Regions from separate parts of the Zea mays genome. Here all the other regions are linked to region 2. The links are chromatin contacts, called in public Hi-C maps. All regions are on one chromosome and are shown on one strand. The core of a region is the stretch at or near the end of the contact, and the rest is flanking DNA. Distances in the headings are between cores, read along the strand shown.

Region 1 (3,973 bases), core at 295-2,794, 320 kb after region 2:
CCCAATATTTCTAAAAAAGCACATTTTCAACCTGACAATATTCTATTGAAAGAGATCATGTTGTGAACTCAGACAAACAAGTGGGCAGCATGATGGATCGATGGCATATGCATTGCAATAACACTAGAAAAAGAAAACTGCATATGCACACATAAATGTTCAAAAGTAATCTTTTTTTTTCGAGTTCATAGCTACACCAATGAATTGCAACAACAATAGCTTTAACACAAGTGATTCTCTAATTCTTACATGCTCGAGATGGCCAGGTGAAGAAACAACAGTGCTAGATTCTGACTGTGTAGTTTCATCCATTTGCCGGCACCCCTGTGTACAATAAACACTAGTAGTCACTCAAGTATTCATGTTGCCAGTAAATCGTGTGGCATGCATACGGCTGACCAAAGTACCAAACTACACGAACTATTTCACCAACCGCTCCGGTTGTTGACCCCTGGGATGAACAACTTGCATCAGTTCCCTTACGCTTCCCCTGTGAGATGTGTAAATTTACGAGTTCCTTTGAAATACATATATGCAGCATGTAAATAAAACATCTGACATTCAAAACCAGAGTCCAGAGTAGAGATACCTCTGGAACTGAATGCTGGCTCCTCCATGACTGCAGTTTCCTTGCCACACCCCTGGCTTCTGCATCGGTCTGCCAGATGTATAGCAAGACAAAAAAAAATTGAGATTAATTGGCATGGCATTCCCTGGTGTCAGCCAGAACCGGGTTTTGATGGATATAAAATCCAGATTGATTGTCAGTTACTAGTCTATATGTCAATATGTTATACTGCTATGGCCATAAATAGGAGTGGGGAACATGGAAAGTTGCAAGCACAAGCTACTACGAAGGGGAGAGCTTTTCTTGAGACGCAGTTTCCGAGTGAAGCGTGAAGCAGAGAGTTCACGCTACCTCGGAGCCCCGGTAGGTGCGTGCGACGTCGGCCACCGACCGCGCCCGCGAAGCCTTCCTCCCGCCGACATCGGCAGCAGAGTCCGCCACCGAGGCGGTGTGGCGCCGCTGCGGCGGCGCGACGGAGGCCGACCGCGCCCTCCCTCCACCGCCGCCGCGCCCCCCGCTCTTGAGCCGCGGCTCACGCCCCCTCTCCCGGCCCGCCGCATCCCCACGGCCGGAGGTAGCACCAGTAGCAGCAGCCGCCCCGGGGGGCGGAGATGGCGAGGCGGACGGGGAGGCCGCGGAGTCGAAGAGCGGGTTGGTGCGCGTGTTGGCGTAGTCCTCGTGGGCGGCGCGGGGCGCCGCGCTGACGGAGCGCGAGCGGGTGCGGCGCGGGCACGGGGGCGGGTCGGAGCGGGAGGTGGTGGTGGCGTGGAGGGCGCGGCGCGTGGTGGACTTGAACGCCGCCGACGCCATCCGAGTGCGAATCGGTACTACGGGCGGCGCGGGAGGAGGTAATGAAAAGCAGCGAGAGAAGACGGGAGGAAATGCCAAAAGGACGGAGCGGCCGGAGAAGTCGAAGCTGCTGATAATGGCGGTGGCGGGGGCGGGGGCTGGGTGCCTGCTGGCTTTGACCTTTGAGAATGACCTGTGGGGTCAGGTTACCAGCGGAAGAAAGGGGGTCAAGAAGGTGGGTGCCTGGCTGAGGAATGAATTGTGGGGTCAGGTTACCAGCGGGAGAAAGGAAGGTCAAAAAAAGAAAATTTTAAAATATTGGAGACGCGGGGGATCGAACCCCGTGCCTCTCGCATGCAAAGCGAGCGCTCTACCATTTGAGCTACGTCCCCTGGTTGTTAAAATGTCAGATTACGTAATAATGTTCAAACACGCATGATCAATTTCCATTTCATACCATTTGAGATAATTTTATTTGTCCTCGATGAGAAATAAAAGAAACTAGTTTTGTACGAGTTGCCAACTAATTGAGATCTTCTCCAGCTATATAGTTTAAGTTCTGCAAAACAAATTACTTGTACGGTTCTATTTTTAATGGAACATAAATAAAAGAAAATAGGTCCGCACTAGAAACGCAGAATGGAAACATGTATGTATATATGCAATGTGTTGATCAAGAAACTACCAGTTGCACTATAATATACCTGAACTATAAGACGTCCCAGCTCTGGTTAGTTGTGTACTCCAGTGAAAAAAAAAAACATTTCATGTTCGTTCTGCACTGCACTAATTGATCATAGAAATTTGTCGTTGTCGTTGATAACCAAGGCATAACAGTCCAGGGACCATCACAGGTACGTTTCCAGTTGCTTTCTGTCATTTGTTTCTCCGACGATCTGTTGCTTGCTAGCTAGTTGCACACCATGATCTGTTGTTGCTTCAATCTGCTTGCTATTAGCAGACTCAGATCAATCTGTGCATGGCTTTCATCACTTATGGCGCCGAACATTCACCAACTTGGGAAGTTGGAGTGCAGAGTAAATAAACTCAGAAACATCTTCAAGAAGAAAAAAAACTCAACAGATATGTCTCATGGGTGTTTGGTTAGAGGGACTAAAGATTAGTCTCTAGATTTTAGTCCCTTTTTTTGCCAAACACTAGGACTAAAATATGGAGTAAAATGATTTAGTCTCTAGTCCTTCACATAGGTGCTAAAAGAGACTAAAGGCCCATAATTATCATGTTGCTCTTACCTATCCCTCGTCTCTCTGGCACACCCGCAGCCACTCCCTTCCTCGTCTCTCGCACAGCCGCCGCCGCCCCTTCCTCGTCTCTCGCGCGTGACGAACGCAGCCACTCCCTCTTCTCTCTTGCGTGCGACGAACACAGCCACTCCCTCATCCTCTTCCTCTTCCAAGCCGCCGTCCACAAACGCCGAACGCAGTCGTCGACGAATGTGCGCGACCAACGCCCCCGCCACTCCCTCAACCTCTTCCAAGCCAAATCATCGATGGGCACCACAGCTTTCATGATTTTCTCTCCCAAGCCGGCTCATCCTCAGCACCGAGGAACCTCCCCATCCACGAAATGCCGAAGGACAACGAGTTCGGCCTCTTCTCCCCAACCCACTTGATTCATCCCTCATCGATGAACAACTCTGTGCTCTGGATTCGGATGAATCAACTCGATCTGAACTACCAGGGCACTGAGTTTCCCCGCTTCAGTTCGTATCAGCAAGTTCTAGAGACTGGTGAACCAACAAACAACCTAGGATTTTCAGATCCGTGCATTAGAACTGGCCGCACTCCATTCCAAACAACCAGATCTACTAGTGGAGGCAAGAGAGGAAGAGGAAACCCGCCTCTGGTTCATGGCCGAGATGCAACTAGAGGTATTCGTGGAGGAAGGGGGAGGTCCAGAGGTTTCGGAGGTGGGAGTGGTCGTGGTGGTTGAAAGGGAAATAGGGCCAAACCTTTTCCAATATGAATTTTGGTGGTTGAATTGCCCAACACAAAGTATTGGACTAACTAGTTTGCTCTAGATTATGAGTTCTACAGGTGCCAAAGGTTCACAACAAACCAATACAAGTCAAAAGAAAGGGTTCAAACAAAGGGAGCAAAAGACCACCGAAGTGTGCCCTGGTCTGGCGCACCGGACTGTCCGGTGCGCCACCGGACAGTGTCCGATGCACCAGGAAATCCAACTCCGAACTTGCCACCTTCGGAAATTCTGGGAGCCGCTCCGCTATAATTCACCGGACTGTCCGGTGTAGCACCGGACTGTCCGGTGTGCCAGCGGAGCAACGACTACTTCGCGCCAACGGTCGTCTGCAAAACGCATTCAATGCGCTACAGTGCGCGCCAGAAGGCGCATCGGACAGTGTACAGTGACTGTCCGGTGACCCAGAAGACAGTAGCTCCAACGGTCGAACCCTAACGATCGGGTGACGTGGCTGGCGCACCGGACAGTGTCTGGTGCGCCATGCGACAGACAACCTCCCAACGGCCACTTTTGGTGGTTGGGGCTATAAATACCCCCAACCACCCCACATTCATGTCATCCAAGTTTTCAGACTTCCTACACCTTACAAGAGCTACAGCATTCAATACAAGACAC
Region 2 (4,304 bases), core at 227-2,726:
TTCATTCGCCGATACATATATAGTTAGCAGCTAGCTAGGACCTGTCCAGGATCTGTAGGACCTGCTGATGGCAACACAACACAACACAATGCGTAATCCCTACCATATTGAGAGGGCGTCCAGCGCAACCTCTGCGTTCTTCATGTACCCAGTGAGCAGCACCAGTATGGTGTTGTACCACAGCTCCAAACTGTAAAGCAGCGCAATTGAATCTGTATCACATGACCACATCACAGCGCTAGCCATAGGTGACGACTCTTCTCAATTTTACCAGAGCATGACGCCAGACGACAGCGACAGCCTGACGATGGCGGCGAGGTCGGCGAAGGCGGCGGAGGAGAAGCCGGTCCAGGTGCGCGGGCACCCGCCGAAGAAGACGAAGGCGAGCTGGCCGAGCACGGGGATCCACATGGCGACAACCATGGAGCCCATGACGCCGGCGAGGCCGAGGCGGAGCCTGGCGGTGGCCAGCCAGGACAGGAGCAGGTGGAGGCCGAGGTTCAGCATGGCCAGGTACGTGATCACCGCGTTCTTGCTCTGCGCCTGCAGGTACATCTGCAGCGTGAAGGACCACACGTAGGAGAACATCACGGGGATGTACCAGCGCGAGATGGTCCCGGCCACCGCCGCGATAGCCGGGTCCTGCCCCAGCGCCACCAGCAGCGGCTCCGTGAACAGGTACACGGGGAGCAGCGCCACGGCGCACGCGAACAGGATGATCCACGACCGCTGCAGGTAGATGCCCAGCATGTGGTACTGCCTCGCGCCGTACGACTGCCCGCACAACGTCTCCAGCGCGCTCGCCATGCCCAGCTGCAACGCAACGCAATGCAGACAGCAGAGCACGTCATTACGGTGTGTGTGCCGTGTACGTTACGTACTTGCTTGTGGTGTGGCCACAAATGAAAGGCTGCTACGTGACTGGTGGTGTGCTGTGTGTGGTCCGTGTCGTCGTCCCATGCAACTGTAGTTAGCTAGCAAGCTAGTAGATCTGAAGTAGACACGGAAAGGCTCACCAGGATGCCGTTGCTGAACCTCATGAGCACGGTGGAGACGAGCGCGTAGGCGGCCAGCTCCGTGGCGCCGATGTGGCCGATGAAGGCCTGGCTGATGACGGTGACGCCGAAGGAGGAGAAGCGCGTGAAGATGGACGGCCCCGCCACCACCCACAGCCTCTTGTTCTCCTCCCACACGCGCCGCCGCAGCGGCAGCGCCGACCACTCCGCCTCCGCCTTGCCGGCGCCAGCCCCGTCTCCTGCTGATGTTCCGTTGCGGTGCTGGTGGTCCGACGCCGCCCGTGGCTCCAGCAGCGGCGCCTTGTTCGTCGCCTCCTCGCCCCATCCGCCGCTGCTCTGCTCCTCTTCCATCTCGCCGTCGCCGGGGCTCTGTCTCTGTCTGCTTAGGAATCAAGAGGAGGTAGCAGTAGGGCAGTAGCACACGGGCGTTGGATGCCACAATAAGCAATGAGGAGCTGACATGGGTCCGTCGCGGCCGGGGTAGGTGTGGCATGCGTGGTTGAACGCGATGACAGTGGATCGGACGAGATTGCCCCCGCAGCTGTGGCGGTAGCTGGGTTGGTAGGGAGGGTACGACGGGCAATGAAGTCTTCCCTCCTCGGCTCCTCGCTAGATGGCCCCGCCGGCCAATCATCATCCTGACTCCTAAGGCCACACACGTGTATTGTTCCTCCTTTTTCCAGTCTAGGGGCGGCTGTGGCCCTCCTCAAGGCGGCCAGCCCGCAGGCCGCAGCACGCCTACCTCGTTTCCTAGAATTCTACACACATGCATCATACTCCCTCCAGTGCAGTAAAGGTAGTCGTTTAGGACATGATTGTGCATACCAAGGAGTGATTAATTATCATAGAGTTTTCCCTGTTTGCCCCTATTAAATAGGGATATGGGTGCATTAATGTCACTAAAACAATCAGGCTTGATTGGTTGCTGTAGCAGCTCCAAGGCATTCTAGACTGGAGGTCTCAAGTTTGATTCCTCTTAAATACATCTTTTTTTGTGCAATTACTAGGGGCAACAACGTCCAAATCTCAGACCCACGCGCGCCATGACTTCTTTTTGTGCACACTCGGTCACGCGCAGGATGACTTCTTTTACTGCACCGGAGGGAGTACATGGCCAGAGAGAGAGAGAGTAATACGTACGGAGTACGTACCTACGTACAACTATCCTATACCTAATAATAAGCTATCGACTTAGTTTGCCGATCAATCATTCGAATGAGCCGTAGAGACTCCAACTAACCCTTTTTTCAAATGCAACTGTAATCCATAAAAACAAAACATTGTAAAAACAGTAGAAATCGATACAAATTAAAGTCAAGCGAACAGGCTCTAAGGCCCTGTCCGCTTACTGTGTGACGCTTTCGACCTTCTTCGTTTTGTACGAGATTGTATCCGGAATCGTTCCGACTGATTAAATTTTATATAAATTAGAGAAGTAATCCAAATAGGAATTATTTCAGCCAACCAATCCATAAAAACCAAACAGGGCCTTCTTTGGAACCGTTCCAGCTGGAACCATAAGGCAAAACGCGCTCCCCGAGGTCGCGTAGGGTCGAATCACGATTCACCTGAGACCCCACTTATCGGCTGCCCAAAAACCACGTCTCGTCCAAGCCCATCCTCGAACAAAGGCCGTGCCCGCACGGATCCTCGACTGACCGAGGGCCCCGCCTCTGACGAGAAGCAAAAATCTGCCTCGCCCGAGGGCATCTCGGGCGAAGGCCTAGCCTCGAGCCCAGACTCGACCAAAAGTTCTCAGGAACCGCAAAATGTGCGCATTAAATGCGACTAGTACAAACACCTTCTCTGCCAATGACGCCGCAGTCAACAAAGGACAATGTGACCATGGTCCCATCTACTCTCACCGTTCACGATGACGCACGCCCACGAATATCGGGCACTGCTCCCCCGCTCCGGTCACTATTCTCAACAACTCCGGATGGGACATACGACATCTAGGCACAACCTTAGCCTCGGGAGGGAACTCCGCCTCGCCCGAGGTCGGCCTCGGCCTCAGGAGGGAACTCCGCCTCGCCCGAGCTCCGTGTCGGCCAAATGCCTTGGCAGTGGCGCATTAAATGCCACCAACTCCCCGCGAATCCCGCAGGAGACCACTCCGACTACTGTTCTGGCCACTCCCAGCATGACTGCATGTCCAGGCGCAAACCCGACCATAGCCTCAGGAGAAATCTCCGTCTCGCCCGAGCATGGCTTGGCCAACAACATCAACAAAAAGAACACCCGACACCACCAACCCTTTCGCAAAAAATGCTGACAACGGGATGGCTACAGAAACTATAGGGCTGATGTCAAGTTTGCTTTACACCATTTCGCATGAGATACATGTCGGATTACCATGCACTTTTCACCATACTAATCGCTATTTCAACCACTACGACTCAGACGTCTCGTCCATGGGATGGGCTCGGGTACGCATCCGAGCCCCGACCCTAGCCTCGGCTCTCTTCTTGGTCAAAATATGGATATAGGAACCAGACACCTGTAACACCCCTGGTGTTACTGTCACTAAAACTTGATCATAACATCATAAGCATTGGCATTGCATATGTTTGACACACCTAGAGTGCATTCACTAGGCAAAAATTTCAAACAAGTTGTATTGAGATGATATTTTGCAAATAAAACCCTAGAGTAGGGTACTTAACCTTAAAAGGGGTCAGAAGGGTAAAACAAAATCCAAATAGATAAAACACTAAAGCTTAAGTGAAATAGTCATGAAATGTTACTAAGAATGGACCTAAATTACATTCACACCCCTGAAATACCAAAAACCCTAAAAAGGAACCCTGGAAAACCCTAAACATAAACCATAGGGGGCTAAGTGCAAAATCAGTGCACTTTTGGACTAAAGTGTAAAAACCATGATAATAAGGTGTCCTTAGTCATATGGTTTACAATCATGAAGAGTTACAAGCTAAACCCTGAATTTTGGACCTATTTGCAAAAAGACCCTATTGGTGTTCTAAAGGCTAAGTCTGAAATTCAGTATTTGAGCTCATCTTTGAGGCTTTGTAACTTTCAAATTATAAGGTTTTTGCCCTAGGCCACCACATCAATTTTGTAGATCTATCAAAGGTGAACAATTTTGTTTAAGGGGTTAAACATTGTTGTTATGAAGAATTTGGAGATAATTCAGCTCAAAGTCGAGCTGTCAGGCTGTTTGCAGTCTGAAATTCAGACTAACAGTGATACTGAGTCAACTTTGAACTGGAAATCAACCCTGATCTAATGTGAATTTGGCCATGGTTGCTATAGCAAGATTGTTGT
Region 3 (4,302 bases), core at 1,528-4,027, 270 kb before region 2:
GAGAGACACATTAATTAGTTGATGGATTTAATCCACCATGGGATTAGGTGTGAGATATAGACAATCCATATCCGGATTAAATCCATGGTGGGATTTCATCCCATACAACCGAACAAGGCCTTAACGGGTTACCCGCGAGTTCCATCTCCAATATGCTTGTTCTTCTCATAATCAATAAGCGTCATAATGATTAATGAGATCATGATCCAAAATTTATGTGATGAACAACGAGTTTATGATTTGGTATATAAATTATTAGTAGAAAGAATGAAATACAAATAATAAGTTGTATGATCAAGTGACTTTGCACTAAGTTAACCATCCACCACATATAACGCTAGTAAAAAATATAATATCAAGCAAACAAAACTCTAACCAACTACTTATACATTCACCATTTGATAAAAATTAGGAAGTAAATAAGAAGATAACAAGTTTGTTGTTTATTTATAAAATAAAATGACAATATGCACTAGGTTTGGTCGATTTAAAAAACACGGATTTGGATATTATAGGAACAAACCCGTACCCATGAACCCGTCGGGTATAGATTTATGCCCATTAACCATTAACAAACTCATGTGTGTGAAAATTGGCCCAAACACATACCCTAATAGGATAAAAACCCATCAGGTTTCGAGTATCCATTACCATCTCTACCATCAACCCACCAAAGGACACCCTGGATCTCACCAGCCTGGCCGACTCAAATACAGCATACAATCAGGCTGTCACAGTACTGCATGCTACATAGAGAAAGTTCAGGATCAAGACAAGGGAATATGGAAAATGTGTGGAGAGTTGCCTGGGCACGATTGCTGGCCTTGTCGCTTGCAATCCAAAGGGGTTGCTGAATTGATCCTAGGAATTGCCTCCAGTCCCAGGATGCATCAAATCATAGCGGAAAATACGTAATATATACGCATCATAACTAGAACATTTTGAAAAACTAAATAAAACTGTACCATTTTATGAACTGAACAAAGACGCCGAACTCGGTTCTCGGACAAGGTGCACAACCTTGAGTACAAGAGAACACACACCATCAGGAAAACATCATTATGTAACAAACAGCCAACAAAACAGAACTAAATTATGCGCACAAAAGAGTACTCCCTAGCTCTAATGAGAAGCGGAGTGCAGCCAAATTCTCTCTTCTCTCCAGTGAACAACGACTTGTCACTGCAAGAGAAAAACATGGCAGCACATCTCTAATAATACTACTATGTGAAGAAATAAATGGTGTCCCCTCAAACAGAGCATAATCCATAAACTAAAACTAGCTATTCCAATCAAATATCATATGAAACGCATCACAGCCATGTCTGCCAAGATTATATCATTCTGACTTTATGTTTACATGATCTAAATTAATAGGGTTGATTCTGCATTTTTTATCTACAAAACATATGGTTTTGCAAATTGAAAGTTAAGATTCTACGGTTGTGACAGTACATGTTTTAGAATCAGTGGTTTTAAGAACCTTGCATCACCAACCTCGCTACCAAAATGAACTTCCATAATCACCAAAGCAACTAAACTTTGGTAACAAAACAGAGAGTATATGCAGGTTCATACCATAAGACAGGCTGATCGATGAATAGATGAGCAATATTGACTTACCACTCAATTGTCACATTTAACATAAACTCAAGCTAGCAAATGGAGAGTGAAAACATTCAAAATTGTACTGTATACTTGCCTTCACTTAGATTTGTAGAGTTTAAAGACACATTTCCTATCAATTCCCTAGTGGATCAGAGCAACAGGTGCAAGTCAAGCAAAATCACTTTAGAAGGCATTGATACCACAAGGTTACTTTATCTATTACTACCAAAGTACCAAGTACCAAAAATGCAACTACTCTATCTATATATATAGTTGAGCAATTCATTCAACTGAATTAAACAGATTGGTACTACCGTAGGTGAATATAAACAGACAAACAGATACAAAGACAAATTGAAGGCAGCTGTTACACAACAAAACCATTAGGGGACAATATCATAATTCTCAATACTGGAATGATGAAAATCATAATAGAGGGACTAGCCAAAATAGTCTTCATAATCTCTCACATTAATTTCACATTGCAAACAAGGTTTCAGGCTAGGCATTAAAGTCTAAACATTATGGTAAAGCAGCAGCTAGATATAGAACCAGATAAGCAGATCCATTGATAGGAAATAAAGCGAAGAACACCCACAACGATCTGAAAAATCGAGATGGAGCAGGCAGCCGCTCAACGGTACGACTTCTGGAACCTGGCGCGGGCACCACGTCCGCCGAACTTCTTCGGCTCGCAGCGCCGGGGGTCAGCGACGAGGAGGGTGCGATCGTAGCGGGTAAAGATGTCCTTGATCTCCTTCTTGGCGGCCTCGTCGACGTACTTCTGGTAGTAGGCGACGAGCCCCTTGGCGACGGCCTGGCGGATGGCGTAGATCTGCGACGTCTTCCCGCCGCCGCGGACGCGGATCCGCATGTCGATGTCCTTGAACCGGGACCGCCCCGCCAGCAGGATGGGCTCGAAGGCCTTGAGGCGGAGCATCTCCGGTCGGATCAGCTCAATCGGGACGCCGTTCACCTTGATCAGGCCGCGCCCCGGCTTCGTGTACGCGACCGCGACGGCGGTCTTCTTCCGCCCGAAGCACTGGGCCGTGCCCGGGGTAGGGCGGCTCAGCACGGTCATGGTTGGGGTCGTGCGGGATTCGCGGCGGCGGTAGGGTTTTGGCGGCTCGGGGTGCCTGGAGAGAGAGTGGATTGGCCTTTATAGCCACGAAGCGTTTTGTCTGGTGCCGCCGCGGCTGTTAGAACGGTATGCGGCCCGTGGAGCGTTTGAGATCTAGACCAGAGTTGTTTTGGGGGCCCATTTGTGGTTAAATAAGATAATTATTGGGCCAGGCCTCTAGAGGCTCATGTCTTGTGATAAAAGGCCACATGGGAAAGGCCAGTCGTCTAGCAGTGTCGTGGTGGTCGGAGTCGCCGCCACTCCTCTACATTAATATGGAGAAAATTTTGGAATTGTGTTATTATGAAAAATGGGTTTCGCCACTGTTGAGGGTCTACCTTGCTGAATGTTCTCAAGACACCTCTTCTTCGATGTAAACTAATGTGTTTCAGGCTAAATTGAAGAATAGACGAAGCTAGCCTTCAGTCGAAGCAATGAAAAGAAAATTTTGTCCACATGCATACAAGCGACGAAGGCGCAAGCCAAAGTCGTTAGCCGACATGGAGAAAACTTCGAACGCAAAGTGACGAAGGAGGAGTACAAGACTTGTACAACAAGAAAGAAAGATAAAAGACAGCAATGTCATGTGTCATTTGTAAATCATGTGTGTAAACTTTATAGGCATAATTGTAATAAACTATGAAGTTATTCAACTTGCATATAAATAGATGAACAGTACCCTACATAAAGTACTTTTTGAGGGCCCTAGCTTCGTTCTTCTTAGCCTTTGAAGCACCTTTAAGCTATCTTGTGATAAGAAGTTGAAGGTATGTTTGTAAATGTATTTGATATGACGGAATATGGAATAAAAATACTAAGACATACGAGATGAGTCTTTTATGTCATTTTCTATCATCTTTCTATTTAAACATTGTTCTATTCACACCCTTCTTCTTACTTACGTCCTTAAGTTATCCCTTTGGAGAAGTGATAATTTACGAACGAAGGTTTGAATTTAACTTGTGTTGCGTTGTTTTCGATGCCATGTAGCAATTGAAAACGAGTATTCAACATTGGCACCCACCTCTGGTGATTCCACGACCGCAACAACCCCATCATGCCGCTGAAGAATACAGTGGCGACTGGCTCTATCCTTAGGACCTAGGATCCTAACCATGGGGATGAAGCTCTCCTTATGATGGTAAGGAATCAAAAGAGGAAGGCCATCAGGCCAGAACCGTAAGACGAGGAGCTTGATTGTGAAATCAACAACCTCGAATCAATCCACCACCGAATGGAGAAGCGCAAGGAGAAGGTGCTTCCTCTCTCTAAGCTTCAGAAGAAGATTAACGAAGCAACTGAAGAAATTTGTAACATTGAAAGTGCAAGATCAGTATAGTTACAAGGACCATAACTATGAGGGTCGTAACCATGACAATTTTCATCACGAGCCATTCAACCTCCAAGATTTCCTTTATGATGAAGCTTCACCACTGACACCAAAGTTACAGGCAACACCTTGGCCACCAATGTACAGACCTCTTACACTATGATGGTCTGTCTGACCTGAAGCAATTCCTCATGAGTTACGAAACTACCATATCTTCATACGGTGGCAACTCAGCAGTCATGGC

What was found. A called contact is a pair of places that touch in the nucleus more often than the background predicts.
Region 1: a Hi-C map of ear shows a contact between it and region 2, with 3 times the contacts expected there. The contact joins the promoter of LOC103647128 here to the promoter of LOC100273132 in region 2. A contact is called at or near these places in 5 of 25 Hi-C or Micro-C datasets (ear, endosperm, leaf mesophyll and 1 more).
Region 3: a Hi-C map of leaf shows a contact between it and region 2, with 8 times the contacts expected there. The contact joins the promoter of LOC100283242 here to the promoter of LOC100273132 in region 2. A contact is called at or near these places in 10 of 25 Hi-C or Micro-C datasets (bundle sheath, ear, endosperm and 4 more).

Annotation. Positions count from the first base shown.
Region 1 is chr2:153,522,459-153,526,431 of Zm-B73-REFERENCE-NAM-5.0, reverse strand. It overlaps LOC103647128, which reads right to left and starts at 1,544. Exons shown (of 8, transcript XM_008671690.2): 1 at 920-1,544; 2 at 590-658; 3 at 434-490; 4 at 250-324. The coding sequence starts at 1,378. It overlaps TRNAA-UGC (transfer RNA alanine (anticodon UGC)), which reads right to left and starts at 1,749; the gene lies at 1,677-1,749.
Region 2 is chr2:153,846,789-153,851,092 of Zm-B73-REFERENCE-NAM-5.0, reverse strand. LOC100273132 (putative MATE efflux family protein) reads right to left here and starts at 1,476. Exons shown (of 7, transcript NM_001147579.1): 1 at 1,017-1,476; 2 at 272-813; 3 at 104-190. The coding sequence starts at 1,367.
Region 3 is chr2:154,120,216-154,124,517 of Zm-B73-REFERENCE-NAM-5.0, reverse strand. It overlaps LOC100283242 (40S ribosomal protein S16), which reads right to left and starts at 2,777. Exons shown (of 1, transcript NM_001291545.2): 1 at 2,043-2,777. The coding sequence starts at 2,689. The coding sequence ends at 2,243.